Linked DNA regions of Sus scrofa: region 1 is linked to region 2. The links are chromatin contacts, called in public HiChIP or PLAC-seq maps. All regions are on one chromosome and are shown on one strand. The core of a region is the stretch at or near the end of the contact, and the rest is flanking DNA. Distances in the headings are between cores, read along the strand shown. Region 1 has its middle 43 kb from the start of FASLG. Region 2 holds the start of C9H1orf105.

Region 1 (5,363 bases), core at 1,662-4,161, 280 kb before region 2:
TGTTTGAGAGAGGCTGGGAGAGAGGCCCAGAAGACTGCACTGGAAACAATGCAGAGGTGGTCCACACAGTAAGATACCCCATCACCCCACAGATACACACAAAACAGCTCAAGGGGTCCATGTTTGATGATGGATCGATAGTAAATGTTCATCACCAACAGAATTCCTTTCCTTTTTCTCCTCCCACGCCTCCTCTCCTCTATTACTCCTCTTCTTACCATCTTTCTGCTTTCCCTTTTGTCCACTGCTTCCTTCCCCTCTTGTTTTGGTATTCTCAGCTATGAATCTTGGTAAATCAGAAAGGTGAAGAAGTAAGGGTGAACAGCATAAAAGGCCTAACTTGTCTCAACTTTCTGAGGGGCAGACTGTCATTTGTTGTCATCCTTAAATTCAAGGATTTTCCTTGAGTCAGGTACTGATGATAGAGCGTCCTAATCTTTCAGATACATGATTTCACCTTTTTTCAAAGCTAAAAGCTTTGAAATCTCTACAAGCCGATAAGTTGAGAGGTAGCAGGAAACTGCATCTAATCTTACTACTTTTTCGCACCTCCAAGAAAGAATTACTGAAAAGAACTGAAGCTAGAGAATGAAAATATCAAGAATAAATTTGTTCACTCATCTTTTCACTTATTCTTTTTTTTTTCTTTTTCTTTTTCGGGCTGCACCTGTGGCATATGGAAGTTCCCAGGCCAGGGGTTGAAATGAAGCTGCAGCTGCTGGCCTGTACCATAGCCGTAACAATGCTGTATACAAGCCACATCTACAACCTACACCCAGCTCGTGGCAACACCAGATCCTTAACCCACTGAATGAGGCAAGGGATCTAATCTGCGTCTTCATGCATACTAGTCGTGTTCTTAACCTGCTGAGCCACAATGGGAACTATCTTTTCTTTTTTCATTTATTTTAACATCTATTTTTTTTTTTTGCAAGGGTCTAAGAAATCAAATAGTTTTCACTGTTTAACAAGAGTTGTTCAAGAAATAGTTTTTTTAAAAAAATCAAGAAATCGAAGAAAATCAAATAGAAAACTGAAAAATGGTTTCACCTAATGTAACATCAACTTTGTTTCTCATTCTCTAAAACTGATGGAGTCCCTTCATTCATAACGAATATCTTTATGTAAGTCACTCAATCAATCATGGATTGACTCATTAAGTTCCTGACAGAAAAACCAAGTGAAAATTAGTTACTTTACTGATTTTCAACCTCTAAATCATTAGTCTTTAAACTGGTATCCTTAGATCCCAAGGATCCCATGGATAGAATACAAGTGATTCATGAACTCGGATGGAAAAAAAAAATGCATCTTTATTTTCAGTAACTTCGAACTGGTATTTATACATTTTCCTTTATGAATGTAGGAAAGAAACCACAGTAATATTAACAGTATTTGTGGCTATTACTAGAGATCTCAGATATTTTTCTTATTATCCTACAATCATACAAATATGTTGAAATACTGTTTACACTCATCACTACATTAAACTGGAGTAGTTTGTAGACCCAGTGATATATCCTCTTATTTAATATGTTAATTAATATATAAATATATCACAATTTCAGATATATCAATATCTGTACTTCAATGTAGGTGATTTCATTACATATCTATACTGTGTTTCATGTGCATAAATTAGTATTTTAAAAAGAGATCCATAGCCTAAGAACATTAAGAAATCCAGCAACAAATTGTCAATATTCAAATTCTGTGTCAAATTAAATCAGCTTAGGTGACCAGAGAGATAGCTTCACTGAAAACAGCTTAATATTATGCCCTTAGATTTTGAAGGATCATGAATGGAAGAGACATTACTTATGGGACATCTCTGCAGTCATGCCCATTTCTTTATTATCCTTTATAATGAAACCTACCAAGTTAATTTCTCTTAGGAATTCAATACCAAAAAATACTCCAAATGGGTATTTATGATTCCCTTTATCAAATAATAAGAACTATATCTGTTTTTATTGTTATTGTTTTGCTAAAGCTGCCAAGATGATCAGAGCTAAATTTACTATCTGACTTTACTAACAATATTATCCCAGTTTTAGTGAAAATTGCCTCCTTTCCTTAAAATAGTTTGTTATAACTGTTCTAGCTAGCCTGTGTTGTGTAGTTTTTTTTTTTTTAATTTTAAGTTCACATAAAACAGTTTTGTAAAGTAGGAAAGGTAAGAATTATGAGCAGATTTTTCTTAATGGTTTTGACGGAGTATTAAAATCCTTCCATTTAGCTATGTTATCTGAGTTCTCTCCTATCCTTGGAAAAGGAAAACTTTTAATAGGGTCTTTACTTTCCCCTGTTTAATTTCTAGATGCTTTCTATGTCAGTATTCATGAACTCTGCAACTCCTAATCAACTGCCAGAAGTGAAGGAGCTTCTGTACCGGATATTACGGGTTGTTATGTTATAGGGGTTCAGGTAGACCATACCCACCACAGAAAGATTCCACCAGCCTTGATAGAAATAAACTGCCCCCATGACATTCCAGTGATTCAGTTCTCCCAAGAGTTAATGAGCAGTTATGCAAATGTTCACGAACTGCAGAAGGACTTTGCCTTTTAAGGAGTTACTCATGAAACCAGCACCTGATTTTTTTAATCAATGTAATTGCCACCCACCCACTGCACTATTACACCCTCACCCATCCTCTCTCCCAATCCTCCCCATAGCACCCAGATTCACTCACCTACTCCTGGACCCTCCCCAGAGACTTGCAAGCTTCCAGGAAAAATCAAAGGAATAAAGGTTCTGAGAGAGAAGTGTGACCCATGTGGGTCACTTCAAATCAGTATGAGACTCCTTGAAACTTCACTTTAAATAAAGCACCCATCATCTCCACCCACTAAATATTGACTTTGGCCTGACTCACTGCTATGGAGAGGAAGTAGTAAGTTTTCTTGGTGACTTCCTGATAAAGAATAAGGAGGGATGAGTGGTGTAACTTCACTTCTTCCCTTGACCCTCTGAGTACCTTACCCATCACTTTCCCCAACAGGTGCTAAATGACTAAGCTCTCCTTAGAAAGTACCCCAACCTCTTGGAAGGAAAATCATAAGCAAACCCACTTAAGGGCTTGACTCATGGTAACAAAGGGTAGGAATGATTTTGGCTTAGGGAGTAGAGGTCAACCAGGGAAAAAAATTAAAGAAGGAAAAAAAAAAAAAAGAAAGAAAGCAAAACAGACCAAAATGTTAAGGCTATACCTTAATTTCAAAATTGGCTTTGCACACTGTCCTTGCCAAAGTCTGTTTATCCTAATTATTTGAATTTACCTTAGAGTCATAATTTGTCAATAAAAATGCCATCCTTGAATAGTTGACAAATGCCTCTCAGGCACTCAGAACACTGAAAAGAGCAATGACTCATTCAACAAGAGATAGTAAATGACTACTGTGTATCAGGCCCTGAAAGAGAAATTAGGTATATTTTAGTAAAGAGAACAAACATGGATGGCTTTTTGGTCATTTTTTATAAGGTTAAATATACACCTACCCTGTGACCCAGAAATTCCATCTCTAGGTAACTCCCCAAGGGAAATGAAGGCACACACACACACACACACACACAAAATTCTTCTACAATTGAGTGAGTGTAACAGTCCTATTCCAAAATCTGGAAGCAATCCAAATGCCATCAACAAGAGAATGAAGAAACAATTTTTAGTCTGTTCATACAGTAGAAGGTTAGTCAGCAATAAAAGGAGTGACCCAATTGTCTGCACCAACATGAATGAATGTCACAGGCATTATGTTGAAAAGAAAGCCAAGAATAGGCAAAGCTGTAGTAACATAAATCAGAAAATGGTTACCTCTGGTGAAGAACTAATGTGAGAGGAACATGAGAGAAATTTCATGGATAATGGAAAAGACATCATCTTATTATAAGTGATGGTTACCTGGGTGTACATAATTGTCAAAACTCATCATACTAAACATTTCAAACTTCCCCTTATTTTCTGTAAACAATACCATAACATTAATCTATAAAGAATTATTTCTTCTGGATCACCTGGCCATCTTAAAAAAAAAAAAGACAGAGAGAGAGAGAAGAAAAGAAGAAAACAGGCATAGCCCTTGTGGCACAATAAACAAAGACTGGCAATACACAAGCAAATAGCTAAAAAAAGTACATGAAGTTGAAGAGGATGCTGTAATAGAAAATAACAGAGGGAACTTATTTGTGTGGCTGCATAAGGCTTTTCTGAGAAGATAGACTAAGAACCAAAGGGTAAAATGAAACAGCCCTGCCAAGAGCCCGTAAGAGAAGCATTTCAAGAAGCAGAAATGGTGTGTGCAAAGGCCCAGAGGTAAGAGAGGTTGACAGTTCCAGGAACTGAAGCGGCTAGAGCATGGTGGGTGTTGGGGAAACAAGCATGATATAAGGCTGGGGAGGTAAGCAGGGGCTGGACGATATGGCTCCAGAAGACCATGACCAGGAGTTTGGGTTTTTAACTTTAGAGCATTGGAAAGTTATTGACAGATTTAATACAGGTGAGTGGTGTGATCTAATTTATGGTTTTTAGTTTAACTTATGGTTTTTCATCACTCTTGTTGCTAGGGTGAAATAGAGGCACCCACAAACTATGTAAACCAATTTCTTTCTTAAAAATCTATTAACCTCTTTTCAGAATTAATTGAGTTTTTCAATTGTATAAAGTCATTTTACTCTAATCAGTTTTGAGGGCTTGGGTGTCGAGTGTCCTAGAAGGAGAGTTCTCTGCTAGATGATAGAGGTTTGCCTTTTTCTGACCATTTTGCCCTTTAACCTGACAAGTACTAAATACTCTTGACCCCAGAATGGAGCTTGCCTATTAAGAAAATGCAGCCTCAACTATTTCAGCTGAAGCTTCAGGGGGGCATACCAAGAGCAAGTATAAAGGAAGAAGTTACCCCCATCAGCTACTCCCACCTGCTGAATCAAAGGCAGTGTGAGTATAGGGAAAGGTGCAGACTTCAAACCAGATTACCTCTCAGGCATTCTGCAGCTATCTTAGAAGAAAAAAAAACCTAGGTTAGCAGAAAATAATAAAGCAATTTTCTCATTTCTTCCCCTCACACCTCAACCTCCAACCTCATGAAGGGGAGATAGCTCAGCCTGCTCAAAACTCACATGGAAAATACCCATCAGCTCTGCAGCTAAGGAGCTCCGGAGACAATTATTTTATGCACCAAGGACTCTGCAAACATTCTCCAGTTACCTGTTTATGCACCACTTGGAAGAATGAATAAGATTCCACCCCCATGGGGTTGCCTGATTAAACAAAAAGTAAAAGTTGACAAACAGAGGGAAAGAGTGACAAGCTCAGATACCTCATATCTGCAGTGGAAATCAATACTCAGCAAACGTAAGCTGGG
Region 2 (5,382 bases), core at 182-2,681:
TACCCATGCTGATCCTTGAGGTACTAACTCTTAATACGAACTAAGTCACCTGTGTTTTTTTTTTAATAAACAAGCCTTCAGGTTTACTCAATCTAGGATTGCTGCTTTATACTAAGACAGTAGCTAGAGTTCAAATATATTCAAAGCTATGAAAAACAAAACAAAACAAAACAAAACCGAACAACAAGTACTTCATAGGTGCTCTGAAAATACACAGAACTGTCTAGCTGCTTACTGAGAATGTGGTTTTTAAAAAGTGCATCGGACAAAGCAAAGGTACCTGTTATTGGAAGGGGGATGAGGAGAGAGTATTCCTCATGGAGAGTCATTTATTCATGGCAGGAGGGTATGTGACAGCTACCAACAGGGGAACTCTTTTCAGAGAGTATAGTCTTTCTAGCAAATGACGTTACATGCCAGGGAGCCAACTTTTCATCTATGATGTGCCTATGGACCTGTCTCCTGGCCTGCCCTTTCCTTAATCTTCCCTGATTTCTCCCATTCACCCCTACGTGAACCTCTTACCTACCCTCCCTTTCATTCCCCCCTTCCAGCCCGGTGTCTGTCACCAAATTCAAGCATCGAAACTGGGGGAGGAGGAGTTCCCACTGTGGCTTAAGAATCTGAACTGTAGTCGCTCAGGTCCAGATGGAAGTGAGGGTTCAATCTCTGGCCCCACACAGTGGGTTAAGGATCTGGCTTTGCCACAGCTGCAGCATAGGTCGCAGTTAAAATTTGTAAATTTCAAACTAATGCGAGGAGAAAAGGTAAAATGATGAAGAGGATGGAAGTTTTTTGAAAGTCAGTGCCTATGGGTAGAATTCTTTTGTATATATTTTTCTTCCTTTTTCCCCCTTTCTCTTTTTTTTTTTAATGGCTGTACCTGCAGCACATGGAGGCTTCTGGGCTAGGGGTCAAATCAGAGCTGCAATCGAAGTCCCACACCAGTCATGATCCAGTCGCATCTGTGACCTACGCTGCAGCTTGCAGCAATGCCAGACCCTTAACCCACCGAGCAAGGCCCGGGTTTGAGCCCACATCCTCACAGACACTATATCAGACTCTCAAGCCACTGAGCCATAAAGGGAACTCCCAAAAATTCTCTTGTATTGTTTAGTTGTGGTGGTACAGAGGAAGGTTAATTGGCCTTCTTCAGCCAGGCCAATTCTCAGGGCTCACTTTTGTCTCAGAAACCTTGACCATTTCTGATTTTTTAGCACTTTACTTCTTTCCCTCAACCGACCAGCTGTGCCCCTTGAATAATTGCCCCTAACTCTTAAGAAATCATCTTCTATGAGGTCTTTCTTGAGACCTTTGCTCTCAGTGGCTGAGCTATTACCTTTTGGGGAGGCTGAGTATTAATGGCTTGTTCGTGAGGCTGGCCTTGCTAAACCAGGGAGTCTTGTCAAATCTTGGAACAGAAACCTGGAGAGAAATGGAAAGAGATCATTTTGCAGGATTTATTCCTCCCGACCATTGCCATTGTTAGGATGACCAAAGTCAGTGCAGTCAACACTTTATAAAACATTTTTAAGTTTTGTATTTGACCCTGTTGACTCTCCCAAGAGTAAACAGTGTTATCTCCATTTTACAGATGAAGAAATCAAATCTTAGTGTGATTTGCTAAGTCACACAGCTAGTGAGTGAATTTAGGTTTTCTGACTTTTGTGTCTACTATATCCCTTTGCTTCTTCATTATTCCTAGCTGTTTATGTATCCTCTAAAATGTCCATGACTTCAACTGAACTTTATCAGCCTCCTATTCTAAGTGTTTGGCTGCTTTCAGTCACAGGGCCCTTCTCCCTCATCCCTTCTAGGAGACAAAGAAGAAAGAACTGTACTTTGAAGCTACAGACAACTGGATGTCAGTCTTGGTTAATGAAGCTGTAAAACAAGTGGATGTTGATATTGACTAATCCACTTTCCAGCAGCATGGCCTTGGACAAGTCACAACCTCTCCCAGCATCAGTTTTGTCTTCCGCGAAAGGACGACATTATTATCACTTCACAGATCAATGCATGAGTCAGAAAGTTCCACGAGGGCAGGAATTTTTTTTTTTTTCTATTGCTTAGCTGCTGTATCACTAGCACCTACAGCAGTGCTTGATACTTGCAGAAATTTAGTGAATGTGTCTAGTGTATTCATGGATGCTTCGAAAGTCCCTAGCCGAAGGTCTGGTTTCATAATAGAGCGCGATCAAAGTAGCCATTATAATCTCTCTTCTCCCAGTCCAGCCTCTGTCCTTTGCCTTTCTGGTGCCAAATCCCAATCTCCATGTCCAGGATTTGCTTTCCAGGCATCACCCATTCTTCTAGGGAGAGGAGCCGGGAGTTCCCTTGCGCGGCCAGGAGGGGGCAGCAGTGACCTCAAGGCCGCGCGGGCAGAGGAAGGACGCTCTGGCCGCAGAGGTTGTGGCGGCCCCGGAAGTGCTCGGCCGCCGGCGCGACCCCGGCGCCCCGGATGGGGAAGGAGGCGGGCGGCCGCCCTCGCCCGGCCGCGCACCCCTAGGAACTCGCGGGCAGGTGGGTTCCGAGTGGGAGTCAGTATTTCCGGGCCTCCTCCGCCATCCCCCGCAGGGCCGAGGCTGGGTGAGGGGTGGCGGCGGGCGGGGTACACCCTCGGGGACACCCTCCCCTTCCCCACCCCCTCCCCAGCCCTGTCCCCGACCCAGCGGGCGGGCGTTGCCCTTTTCAGCGCCTGGGACCCTCCAGCCCCCTGCGGCGGCCGTGAGATGCCGGGGCTGGGGTCCCTGCTGCGGTGAGGGAGCCTCCCAGGGCGTCTGGTTTGTGAAGCAAAACCTATCATGGTCTCCATGGAAGACGTAAGGTCGGGCCATAAGAATTTTCTTCGCAGACCTGCTGGATGATCTTGGTATTTCTGACTCTTAGTTTTGCAGTAGTGGAAAGGAGATCATTATCTCCGATCCTTCCTAGAGTTTCGCGTTAAATAAGTAGAATGATAACTCTTTTTAAGGCTGCTAAACTCGGTCAAGGGATTAAGAATCTCCAGTCCTTGGCTTTAGTTAAATAAACCTTAGAGCTTGTACCTTTATTATTATGAGGTTTTTGTTTTTAGACCGGTAACTTTTTTCAGTAATAGATGCCTCTGAGAACCCAGTAAAAGCTTTGGATCCTAGCCTTAGAAATCTGCATAAATTACAACTACAAATATGCATTGACTGGGAGGGTTGTTGAAGGGTCTGAAGCCCATCCATAGACCTCAGGGATATGTGAACCCCTGAGTTAAGAACTAGTTTAGAGGGAGACATGTGAAGCCTTTGGGAAAGAAGTTTCCTTTGAATCTGGCTCCACTAATTACCACTGTTAACTTGGGCTAAAGTTACCTAAGCACTTTGAATTGCTGCTTTATTAGTTGGGTTAATCTCCAGGATTGTGGAGATTAAATGAAAGAAGCTACGTAAGGCTCTTAGTACATAGTATGCACTCTTGACAAATGGTAGCTGCTAAGGGATTATAATGTAAAATCTGAAATGAAATTTTAATGTCCTCAGTTACATGATGGCCACCATATATATTTTGTTCAGACTTCTAATAAGCTTATGATAACCCAATAAGTTGGTTTGATTTTAACTCAGTCCTACCCTTGACCTTTCACAACATTCATAGATTCACAGTCTCTCTTTTTCTAGGAACTTGGCTATATTGTCCTGCCTCAGAGAACAAACTCATCTACTAAAGGTCTAGCCTGGGTTCTGCCTTTGAAAGCAAGGGAAGGTTGGTACCATATCAACCACATTCAACATGAAATTTCCAGAGAGGTCTTATTTCAAAACTTTATAAAGAACAAGAACCACATGGACTTCTACAACGGAGATTGAACTAGCCTGAGTTTGAGCAAAAGGATAATGTGTTCACAGCCTGTAACTAACACCAAAGAGGCCAAGTGGCAGAAGGTCTTGTATGAGCGACAGCCCTTTCCTGATAACTATGTGGACCGAAGGTTCCTGGAAGAGCTCCGGAAAAACATCTATGCCCGGAAATACCAGTATTGGGCTGTAGTATTTGAGTCCAGTGTGGTGATCCAGCAGCTATGCAGTGTCTGTGTTTTTGTGGTTATCTGGTGGTATATGGATGAGGGTCTTCTGGCACCCCACTGGCTTTTCGGGACTGGCCTGGCCTCTTCATTGATTGGCTATGTTTTGTTTGATCTCATTGATGGAGGTGAAGGACGGAAGAAGAGTGGGCGGACCCGGTGGGCTGACTTGAAGAGTGCCCTAGTTTTCATTACTTTCACATACGGCTTTTCACCGGTGCTGAAGACCCTGACAGAGTCTGTCAGCACTGACACCATCTATGCCATGTCAGTCTTCATGCTATTGGGCCACCTCATCTTCTTTGACTATGGTGCCAATGCTGCCATTGTATCCAGCACACTGTCCTTGAACATGGCCATCTTTGCTTCTGTCTGCCTTGCCTCACGCCTGCCCCGGTCCCTACATGCCTTCATCATGGTGACATTTGCCATCCAGATTTTTGCCCTGTGGCCCATGTTACAGAAAAAACTGAAGGCATGTACTCCCTGCAGTTATGTGGGAGTCACACTGCTTTTTGCATTTTCAGCCTTGGGAGGCCTCCTGTCCATTAGTGTTGTGGGAGCCATACTCTTTGCCCTTCTGCTGGTTTCCATCTCATGTCTCTGTCCTTTCTACCTCATTCGCTTGCAGCTGTTTAAAGAGAACATTCATGGGCCTTGGGATGAGGCTGAAATCAAAGAAGACTTGTCCAGGTTCCTCAGCTGAGTTTGGTGACTTCCATTCTGTTACTAAGACAAACTGATAGACTAGCCCTCCAACTAGTATAAGATTCGAAGGCAGAATTCCATTCTGGAAGCAGCATGCTGATGTGGGTGGGAGATCAGAAATCAAAAGAAAAAGTTAACCAAAGGCTTGGGTGGTGAAGGTGCTTATCCTTTCTGTTATTTTGTGGCGGGAAAAGCTTTGTGGGGCCCTCTTCAATTATTGCCTCTCATTCAATGTAACAAATGAAGTGATGTGGTTTCTATCTATTAAAAAAATTAACAACACATCCATCAAGTTGTCTCACAATTTTTCTGTAAGCAGAAGACAGACAAAAGGGACACAAAGAATATGTGTGTGGATTTCCTGTCGTGGCTCAGTGGAAACGAATCTGACTAATATCCATGAGGACGCAGATTCGACCCCTGGCCTTGCTCAGTGGGTTAAGAATCTGGCGTTGCCATGAGCTGTGGTATAGGTCACAGATGAGGCTCGGATCTGGCATTGCTGTGGCTGTGGTGTAGGCCAGCGGCTACAGCTCCAATTGGATTCCTAGCCTAGAAACCTCCATATGCCATGAGTGCGGCACTAAAAGAGAGAGAGAAAAAAAATATGTGTGCATGTA

What was found. HiChIP or PLAC-seq counts read pairs in DNA pulled down with a chosen protein or histone mark.
Region 1: a contact with region 2 is called in an H3K27ac HiChIP or PLAC-seq map of alveolar macrophages. The contact joins the enhancer-like site here to the promoter of C9H1orf105 in region 2. A contact is called at or near these places in 2 of 5 promoter capture datasets (fetal liver and liver), 14 of 47 Hi-C or Micro-C datasets (alveolar macrophages, embryonic fibroblasts, fetal heart ventricle and 9 more) and 1 of 2 datasets of contacts at active chromatin or transcription factors (alveolar macrophages).

What each region holds. Positions count from the first base shown.
Region 1 is chr9:115,108,634-115,113,996 of Sscrofa11.1, reverse strand. No RefSeq gene overlaps it. Among named protein-coding and RNA genes, the nearest start is that of FASLG, 43 kb to the right of the region's middle. Within about 2 kb of position 2,911, at least 2 of the 83 cell types and tissues checked have an H3K27ac peak or open chromatin away from gene starts, as enhancers often do. A contact at or near this core is called in alveolar macrophages, where this site is marked.
Region 2 is chr9:114,824,463-114,829,844 of Sscrofa11.1, reverse strand. It overlaps C9H1orf105, which reads right to left and starts at 1,431. Exons shown (of 6, transcript XM_021063651.1): 1 at 1,340-1,431. The coding sequence starts at 1,431. PIGC (phosphatidylinositol glycan anchor biosynthesis class C) reads left to right here and starts at 3,867. Exons shown (of 1, transcript NM_001167654.1): 1 at 3,867-4,760. The coding sequence starts at 3,867. The coding sequence ends at 4,760.